Linked DNA regions of Mus musculus: regions 1 and 2 are each linked to region 3. A link is a contact called in public Hi-C and promoter capture Hi-C data. All regions are on one chromosome and are shown on one strand. The core of a region is the stretch at or near the end of the contact, and the rest is flanking DNA. Distances in the headings are between cores, read along the strand shown. Region 1 holds the start of Cnot8 (CCR4-NOT transcription complex, subunit 8). Region 2 holds the start of Mrpl22 (mitochondrial ribosomal protein L22). Region 3 holds the start of Guk1 (guanylate kinase 1).

What was found. Promoter capture Hi-C pulls out the DNA fragments that hold promoters and counts their contacts. A called contact is a pair of places that touch in the nucleus more often than the background predicts.
Region 1: a contact with region 3 is called in a Hi-C map of B cells, with 6 read pairs. The contact joins the promoter of Cnot8 here to the promoter of Guk1 in region 3. A contact is called at or near these places in 3 of 39 promoter capture datasets (hippocampal neurons, liver and pre-B cells), 1 of 484 Hi-C or Micro-C datasets (B cells) and 1 of 115 datasets of contacts at active chromatin or transcription factors (embryonic stem cells).
Region 2: a promoter capture Hi-C map of the HPC-7 cell line shows a contact between it and region 3. The contact joins the promoter of Mrpl22 here to the promoter of Guk1 in region 3. A contact is called at or near these places in 6 of 39 promoter capture datasets (the HPC-7 cell line, cranial neural crest, embryonic stem cells and 3 more), 2 of 484 Hi-C or Micro-C datasets (B cells and cortical neurons) and 1 of 115 datasets of contacts at active chromatin or transcription factors (astrocytes).

Annotation. Positions count from the first base shown.
Region 1 is chr11:58,102,621-58,105,320 of GRCm38.p6, reverse strand. It overlaps Cnot8 (CCR4-NOT transcription complex, subunit 8), which reads right to left and starts at 1,351. Exons shown (of 7, transcript NM_026949.5): 1 at 1,113-1,351.
Region 2 is chr11:58,170,256-58,173,078 of GRCm38.p6, reverse strand. It overlaps Mrpl22 (mitochondrial ribosomal protein L22), which reads right to left and starts at 1,415. Exons shown (of 7, transcript NM_175001.5): 1 at 1,366-1,415; 2 at 1,237-1,285; 3 at 1-46. The coding sequence starts at 1,393.
Region 3 is chr11:59,190,520-59,193,263 of GRCm38.p6, reverse strand. Guk1 (guanylate kinase 1) reads left to right here and starts at 1,312. Exons shown (of 8, transcript NM_008193.3): 1 at 1,312-1,513. The coding sequence starts at 1,453.

The sequences.
Region 1 (2,700 bases), core at 102-2,601, 1.1 Mb after region 3:
GGGCTGGAGTGATGGCTTAGCAGTTGAGAGCACTTGCTGCTCTTCCAGAAGACCAGAGTTTGGTTTCCAGCACCCATGTGAATTGGCTCACAAATGCCTGTAACTCCAGCCCCTGAGAATGTTGACGCCTTTTCGGCCTATTTTTTCCACCAACACACTCGTGATATTAATTATAAATTCATACATTAATAAACATTAAACCCTAAAAAAATTATCCTTCAAAATTCTTCAGGAAGGTTCGGAGGTTGAGGCTGCGTTCTCCCTTAAAGATTTATTTTTATGAGTGTGAGGGGGAGAGGGTTGAGTGTATCAACAGCTGTGCGATCTCTCCCTTAAAGGAAAATTTTGATCCCATGCAATGTTTGCCTCACAGGCTGGCTTTAAAACTCGATCCCCAAACCAAGCTACATTTGAAACTACAAAGGGAAAGAAAGGGGTTCTCACACACACACACACACACACACACACACTGCCCTGTGTTCTCACACACACAGACACAAAAACACTGACACACACACACACACACCCTAGGCTGCCAAGCAATCTGTTGTGACCGCTCCTGATTATCCAAACTTGGGAGCAGGGTGTCTGTGCACCCAGGTGGGCTCTGAAGAGCGAGGAGTGCGAACGCACGAAACCACGCTCTCCCTGCTAGCCGTGCAGAACTCAGTTCCACTGAGTGTCTCCTGCTCGTCGTCGGCTTTTGTTTGCGCCAGAGCGTCTGGGAGACAATCAGCTTCACTTCCCTGTTCCAGAAGACTAAACAAAAGGCTTTAGCAGTGCAAGACGGGCGCAGGAGGAAGCAGCGGCCCGTTAGAAGAAATGGCAACAGGTCCCCTCTGGAGCGTTCCAGGCCACAGCCCTGGACTTAGACGGCACCCCATCCAGCTTGCTGGCTCCGCGACGGCGGCCCTGCCACGCAAAGCTGCAGCACCCCAAGAGCCAAGCAGAGCGGCCTCTTGCCTCCCCCACCATTCCTTAGGCCTCCAGGCTGGACTCCGGGGACCGAGAGCCCCGTAGCCTCTGTGCCTCAGTGTTCCCGTGTGTAGGATGGGTCGCCACGGAGGCACTTCCGCCTCCTGCTCCTACCGTAAGCAACCTAACCTGCTTACCCTGGCTGGCGGCCCCGCCGAGTGCGGGCGGCAGCGGCCCTTGACCCCGAGCTCTCCTCCCTCTTGCCCCGGATCCGCTCCAGAAACCCAGCTCGACAGGGAGACGTGAGTCCTGGCGCCCAGAGCGGCCGACGATGGGCACCAAACCAAGAGGTTGCACCACTCTACCCGTCCGCCCTCCCGACTCGCCTACTCTCCGCGTCACTCCAGGCGTGCGCGGTCCCGCCGGTCTCGGCTCCGTCCCCCCGTGCGCGCTCAGATACCTACGCCCCGCCTCCCTGCGCAGGCGCAGAGCGAGAAAGTTGGGTTTGGCGGAGGGCGCGTGCGTAAAACGAGGTTTGCCCTGAGGCCTCAAACGGCGTCTAGCAGTGTAAACTTGGTCCCCGCCTAGGTTCTGGAGTATCATGAGTCGCGCCTCGGGAAAGGACGGGATCTAGAACTGGCCCCACTTCCTAACATCAGAGCATATTACGACTGTTGGTTGTAGGTGATGATGCAGGGCACATGGGGTGTCCTGACCCTCGATTACTGCAACCTGAACCCCTCATTCACTGACCATCTATTCACAGAACCCCTTCTGGATGACCATTAGGTAGGGGTGGGAGAGCGCCACCAAACCGAGTCATGAATGAGGTCAGCTGAGCACTGCCTCCCAGAACCTGGACGGCCTAAGCAGCGCTGCTCCGGGGCCTGTGCTGTCCGCTGTGTCCCTGGTATCACTGTGGGTCAGTGCAGAGAGAGAGGGGCCAGTCAGGGAGAGTAGGGGGTTCGCTGGTAGCGAGGCCATGCTGGGATGTATCGCCACCTCGTGCTTTCCCACGGGGCAAGAAGACTAAGACCTCCGAAGAGCGCCTCCCCTCCCCTGGTGCTTCCTCTCCTAGGGGCCGTAGGTAAGCATACAGCAGGTGTCCCCCTTCTGACATCCCGTCTCCCAGTCACTTTGCCCTTTTCATTTTAAACTTTTATTCCAGAAGAAATCCCCAAAATAGGACTTACTGACTAAATGAGAGCTAGCCTTTCAAACTGTGAAATCGCACAGCCAGCTTCTGGGGTAACGATGTCAGGGACAGTTTCTGAAGCCCAGCCTTTGTTGTTTCTCTCCAGGATCTGTAAATAGAGACACAAGACTGTGATGAGGATGAAACCCTAGACCAAGCCACAACCGTCACCACAAAGAACCAGGCCTGGGCAGTCAGTAACTGTAGCTGCGGTGGATTCCCTGCAACAATGTTGATGGGACTAGCTGCAGGGCTGGCCTCTTTTGAGGTGTTCGGGTTGTCTAGGCTAGGTAGACACTGCCTTCCCTCAGTCTGTTCAGTGCATGTCCTTGCTCTGTTCTGTGATTCGATTCAGGAGAGGGTGGACCTAGCATGTGCTAGTCATGTGAGGAGCAGCCGTTGAGTCCTTCAGGAGAGGGTGGACCTAGCATGTGCTAGTCATGTGAGAAGCATGGAATTTGGGGGGAGGGGGGGTTCTTGCCACCAATAGGCCTGGTGTGCTCTGAAAGAGTTGAACAGGAAACACCTGGCTTCCCCCCCACACACACCCTTCACCTAGAGCTTCTCACAGACACTAATTGTATTTCTGG
Region 2 (2,823 bases), core at 166-2,665, 1.0 Mb after region 3:
AATGTCAAGAGAAGCACTCGTGTGGATGCACGACGGGGGTAAAACCCTGAAAGGAAGGAAGCCCATAAGACAACAGAAACTTGGACCTCTCTGCCGTTCTGGGAGCCACGTCACCACCACCCTTATCCAGACACTACAGAGCTGGCTCGTCTCCCATCCAGATACACCTGCAATCTCTAGGCCTTCAAACTTTCTTCTCCAGTTTGAATCACTGGTGTTTACATTTTACATAGTTAAAGCCAGCGGCACACTGTCACTTCACTGGGCCTTGGTTTTCATGTATGTAAGAAAGAGGAAAGAGGCAATGTCTCTAAGGCCTCTAACATCATTTTATATCATCACTCACAGCAGGGTGACAGAACCATAAGCTGCTCAACTCTGACTTCAATCTTTCAAAGAAGCCATTAGGATAAACTATTAAACAAGATTTTGTGAGCGTGAGGTACCTACTGTCTGCCATCCCTTAGAAACTGCCTTGCATTTCTCAAAACCTCAATACAGATTTGGCAATCAATATGGTGTCTGGTAAATTAAGTATGCCATGAATTAACAGTGACAAAGTTTCATGAATACTTACAGGTTTTATGAATACTCAGGACTGAAATGGGTTTTAAACGGAATCAAACAACTATAATTATATTATGTCAAAATATTGCTCCAAAGAAGCAATTCATTTGCAAGTACTATATATGTAATCGAAACTTCGGATGTACCCTACGGATCCATGCCAGTGCTAACTCAACTGCATAGGGACGCTTGTGTCCTAGCAGGACAGTGCATGGCCTAGGATCCCAGCCTCTGACTGGTAAGCAGAAGCCAGACTGACTTATGGCGAGACTCAAACAAACAAACAAAAGGCTTTCTCGAGAGGCTCCAGAATGTTCTGCAGAGCAAAAGGCTCAAACTCCAGTTGCTGAGAAACAACAGCGAACGAATGTACAATGTCAGGCAAGCCTCGAGTCTCCAAACAGTCCTTGCCCACGGCAAGTGAATAAAGAAATAACCAGGAATGTTTGTTGGTATAGCACACAAAGTCGAAGATTCGAATCGTGCCTACGGAATAGGGAGAGGCTGGTCAGAAAACACCGAGAGGAGCCCCCGGAGGCAACAGTCTCTATGGGGTTCTGGGTCGGGCCGCCCTCCACCTGAGGCCGAAAGTACTGCCTGGCACACAAGTGCACTGTGATCGATGCAGATCAGGCGCAGCCTGCAAGATCTTCGTGGCAGGACTCTTACCGCAGCGTCTGCGTTGCCCAGATCCTCAGGTTAGGTACCCTCAGTGCACCTGCAACGTGAATACGAGCTGTCAACTTCGATTCTCTTTATCTCCTCCTTCCCAAATTCTAAGAAAGACTCAAGCCTTACCCAACTCTCGCAGTAGTGCGGCCGCCATGCTGAGCCCTACGGAAGCCTCCGGGATCAAACGCCGGCTGACTATACGCATGCGCAGTCCGAGGCCGGCTTCCGGGACCGGAAAAGTCAGAGTGCGTTGTCATGGAGACCAGGAATGCGTCGTCCTTGTGAAAAGTCTGGTCAGAGCAGTCTTTCTTTGGAGTGAATGACCTCATAAAGACTGAAAATCAGAAAAACTGTGACCTCACCTCATAACAGCCTGAAAAGGGCAGGAGAACCTTTTAATCCTAAATATTTAAGGCCAAAGATACAAGAAAGACCACTGATCCAAATCATAATGGCCAAGTTAATTAAAGCAAGCAATTAATTAAAGCAAGCTTTTTTTATTTGCATACAGGAACTGCTTCCCCCTAAAGCAACGTTTGAGAAGGCAGCATCGGATATGAGGAAGACAAGGTTTCTATAGCTCAGGGGTTGGGTGTTTCCAAATGGATTTGCTAGGTGGAGGTTACAGGAGCAGAACTAGAACAGGAGCTGACTAATAAGTTAGTCCCATAAACAGAAACAGACTAGCAAATTGGTCATAACCACCTCCTGAAAGAAAGTTATGATCACAAGGTGGTCCTAAGAAGGTAGTCATAAAAACCTTTTTTTTTTTTTTTTTTTTTTGGTTTTTTGAGACAGGGTTTCTCTGTATAGCCCTGGCTGTCCTGGAACTCATTCTGTAGACCAGGCTAGCCTTGAACTCAGAAATCCGCCTGCCTCTGCCTCCCGAGTGCTGGGATTAAAGGTGTGGGCCACCATGACCGGCCATAAAAACCTTTTGAAACAAAGGTAGGATTAACAAGATGGTTTTGAAACAAAGACACAGTTGCCATTTTCTGGAACCCACAGAACCATGTATAGTTAAGATTACAGGTGTGGCATAGCCCAATCAGTGAGAAATGGAGGTTTAATCATAAACAGGAATGAATCTAGTTTGCCTCTACTATAAGATACCTTTTGGGCTGGTGAGATGGCTCAGTGGGTAAGAGCACCCGACTGCTCTTCTGAAGGTTCGAAGTTCAAATCCCAGCAACCACATGGTGGCTTACAACCACCCATGATGAGATCTGACTCCCTCTTCTGGTGTGTCTGAAGACAGCTACAGTGTACTTACATATAATAAATAAATAAATCTTTAAAAAAAAAAAAGATACCTTTTAAGCCTAAAATGGAGGCAGGCTGGTTCATCAAACTCTGTCTTCAGTGGGCCTCAGGGTTCTTGTTAAAAATGACTGTAACATCAGCATGTGGGAGACTGGTGTTAAAGAACCACCATGTTACACAAGCCGGGCTCTGTCTCAGAGAAAAGGAGCCTGGCGTAGCACCACATGATGTAATCCCAGCGTATGAGAGGCTGAAGCAGGAAGATCTCCACCAGTTTGTCGCCCTGGGCTGCAAATTCCAGGCCAATCAGAACTACACAGT
Region 3 (2,744 bases), core at 63-2,562:
CCCCTCTAGATCACCTCGAAGCTCAGGACTTCTCTCCAAAAAAAGCTTTTGGAAAGAACTGATACTTAACTCAACTGTGCTGCCCACTTTACTGCAATTCTTTAATAAGTTTGTTTTATTTAAGACAGGGTCTCCCTATGTAACCTTGATTGGCCTAGAGCTAACTATGTAAATGGAACCTGTCCTGAATGTTCTAAAGGTCGGCCTACCTCTACTTCCAAGTGCTGACATTAAAGGTGTGTGCCACCACATTGGGCTTATTTTTCTTTTATCTCCTGAATTAAAGACAACTTCAGCATTCTCTGAGATCTTTGCCTTCCCGTTTCTTTCTTTCTTTTTTCTTTTTTGTTTAAGATTTATTTGTTTGTTTGTTTATTTATTTATTTATTTATTTATTTATTTATTTATTTATTTATTTATTTATTTATTGTAAGTACACTGTAGCTGTCCTCAGACACTCCAGAAGAGGGAGTCAGATCTCGATACGGATGGTTGTGAGCCACCATGTGGTTGCTGGGATTTGAACTCCTGACCTTCGGAAGAGCAGTCCGGTGCTCTTACCCACTGAACCATCTCACCAGCCCCTGCCTTCCAGTTTCTTGAAGTAACTTATTTAAAAAATACTTTGGGGAGCCACAATAGTACATACTTTTGTTTGAGATGGGGTTTTTCTGTGTACCCTGGCTGTCCTGGAACTTGCACTGTAGACAAGGCTGGCCTTGAACTCAAAGATCCATCTGCCTCTGCTTCCCTTGGTATACATCTTTTTATTACCGGCATTTGGGAGGTAGAGGTAGATGGCTCTCTGGGAGTTTCCAGACAGTCAAGACTACATAGTAAGACCCTATCTAAAAAACTAAAAGACTTAAAATTAGGTGTATGTGTCTATGTGTTTGGGTAAGAGTACATGAGTGCAGGTGATGCGCCTGCCCAACCTGAGTGCTGGGAACTGAATCTGGGTCCTCTGGAAGAATAAATAGCACGTGCTAGCCGCCTCTTGAAATGATTTAACAGTTAACCGGCTAACCCGAAAATGTAACTAAACGGATTCGAAGCTGACTTCTGATGTGTTCCTCTCAGGGTCTTTGTAAATTGGTAGGGTTTGAGCCTAGGGAAAGAAAGGAGGGTACGGAAAAGGGCGGAGTTTGGAGAAGAAACAACGAAGAGAAGTGGGCGTGGTCGTCGGGGAGAACCGCGCAGTGCGCCTGTGCATCATCGCGGCCCCCCCCCCCCCCGTTGGGCTGAGGTGTGGCTGTCGCTTGGGGGCCGTGACAAGGCGGGATTTAATGTGGTGTAGGTGGGGCCGGCGAGGGAGACGTAATGTCAGCGGGCAAAGGTGGGACGTGGCCGGCGCTGGTGCTTTGCGTACTCGGTGTGCGTAGCCATGCCGCCCTCCGGTGTGTTCCGGTGGGCCGGCGCGCCGCTGTGACGTAGTCCTGCGGGCGGTCCCTGATGCTGCGGCGCCCGCTGGTCGGGCTGGCGGTGGCCGCCCTGGGTCGGGTCCCCGCGGACGGTGAGTGCGCTGGTGGCTGGTTGTCTTCGGAGTGGGACTTGTGGCAGCATATTTCCCTTGCGTGCCGTCTCCATCTTGTGGGGATGCCGGGTGAACGTGTTTCTCGGGACCCCAGAACGACAGGGATGGGCACGCGGAGTCCCAGCCACCAGCAGATCGGTGCAGCATGAGCCTAGTCTGCGCTCTTCCTCTGTTCCCTACCCAGCCGGCGTCCTGGGTAGGCTCAAGCACATGGCTTTACTCCTGAGCCATTGCGGGCGTTGGACTTCAGTGCCTGCAGATGGTGCAGGCCCTGCAGACTATTAGGATTTGGCTTGTCCCGATTTGTTTTGTTTTAGAAAAAAATATTAATCTGCCTTTGGGCTTATTATTCTCAGGCATCGTTTTATCCAACGTGGAAGTGGGCGGGGTTCGTTCTGGTGGTGCCTGGAGGTGGAGCAGGTGACATTAGCTCCGCGGTATCTGAGGAGAGAGGGAGAAAGCAAGTAAATGACTGGTCAGCCTTTGATAGGCTCCAAGGAGAGAAAGAAGAATGCAGTTTGTTTCTGTGGGTGCTCCTTCAGTTCACCTTGCAGGAGGTCATAGGCTAGTTATGAAAGCGACTACTAAAGTTGTTTCCCTTTCTCGTCTGTCTTGACAAACACAAAATATCCAGGAAACATGATGTAATTGGAAAAGAAAAGGCAGAAGGGGATGTGAGAGGAAAGAGCCCAGGCGACAAAGAAGGAAAGTTAGAGTAGGGTTGAGCTCTTGGGAGGCAGCCATATGAGCAAGGCTTCTTGTATCCCTGACTCTTCTGGTTGGGACTTAATCTTCCCTGTCCCATCCTGTCCTGTCCCCATCCTCCCTGATTGCATGTGATGGTGTCTGTCTTCCTTCCTTCCTTTCTTTCTTTCTTTCTTTCTTTCTTTCTTTCTTTCTTTCTTTCTTTCTTTCTTTCTTTCTTTCTTTCTTTCTTTCTTTCTTTCAAGATTTATTTATTATCTATAAGTACACTGTCTCTTTCTTCAGACACACCAGAAGAGGGCATCAGATCCCATTACAGATGGTTGTGAGCCACCATGTGGTTGTTGGGATTTGAACTCTGGACCTCTGGAAGAGCAGTCAGTGCTCTTAACCACTGAGCCATCTCTCCAGCCCCGGTCCCTATCTTTCTTGATTCTGCTTCTGCTGGTCCCTAGTCTTCCCTGCCCTGCCCTACCCATTCCCTGCCTACACGTCCTGGGCCTCA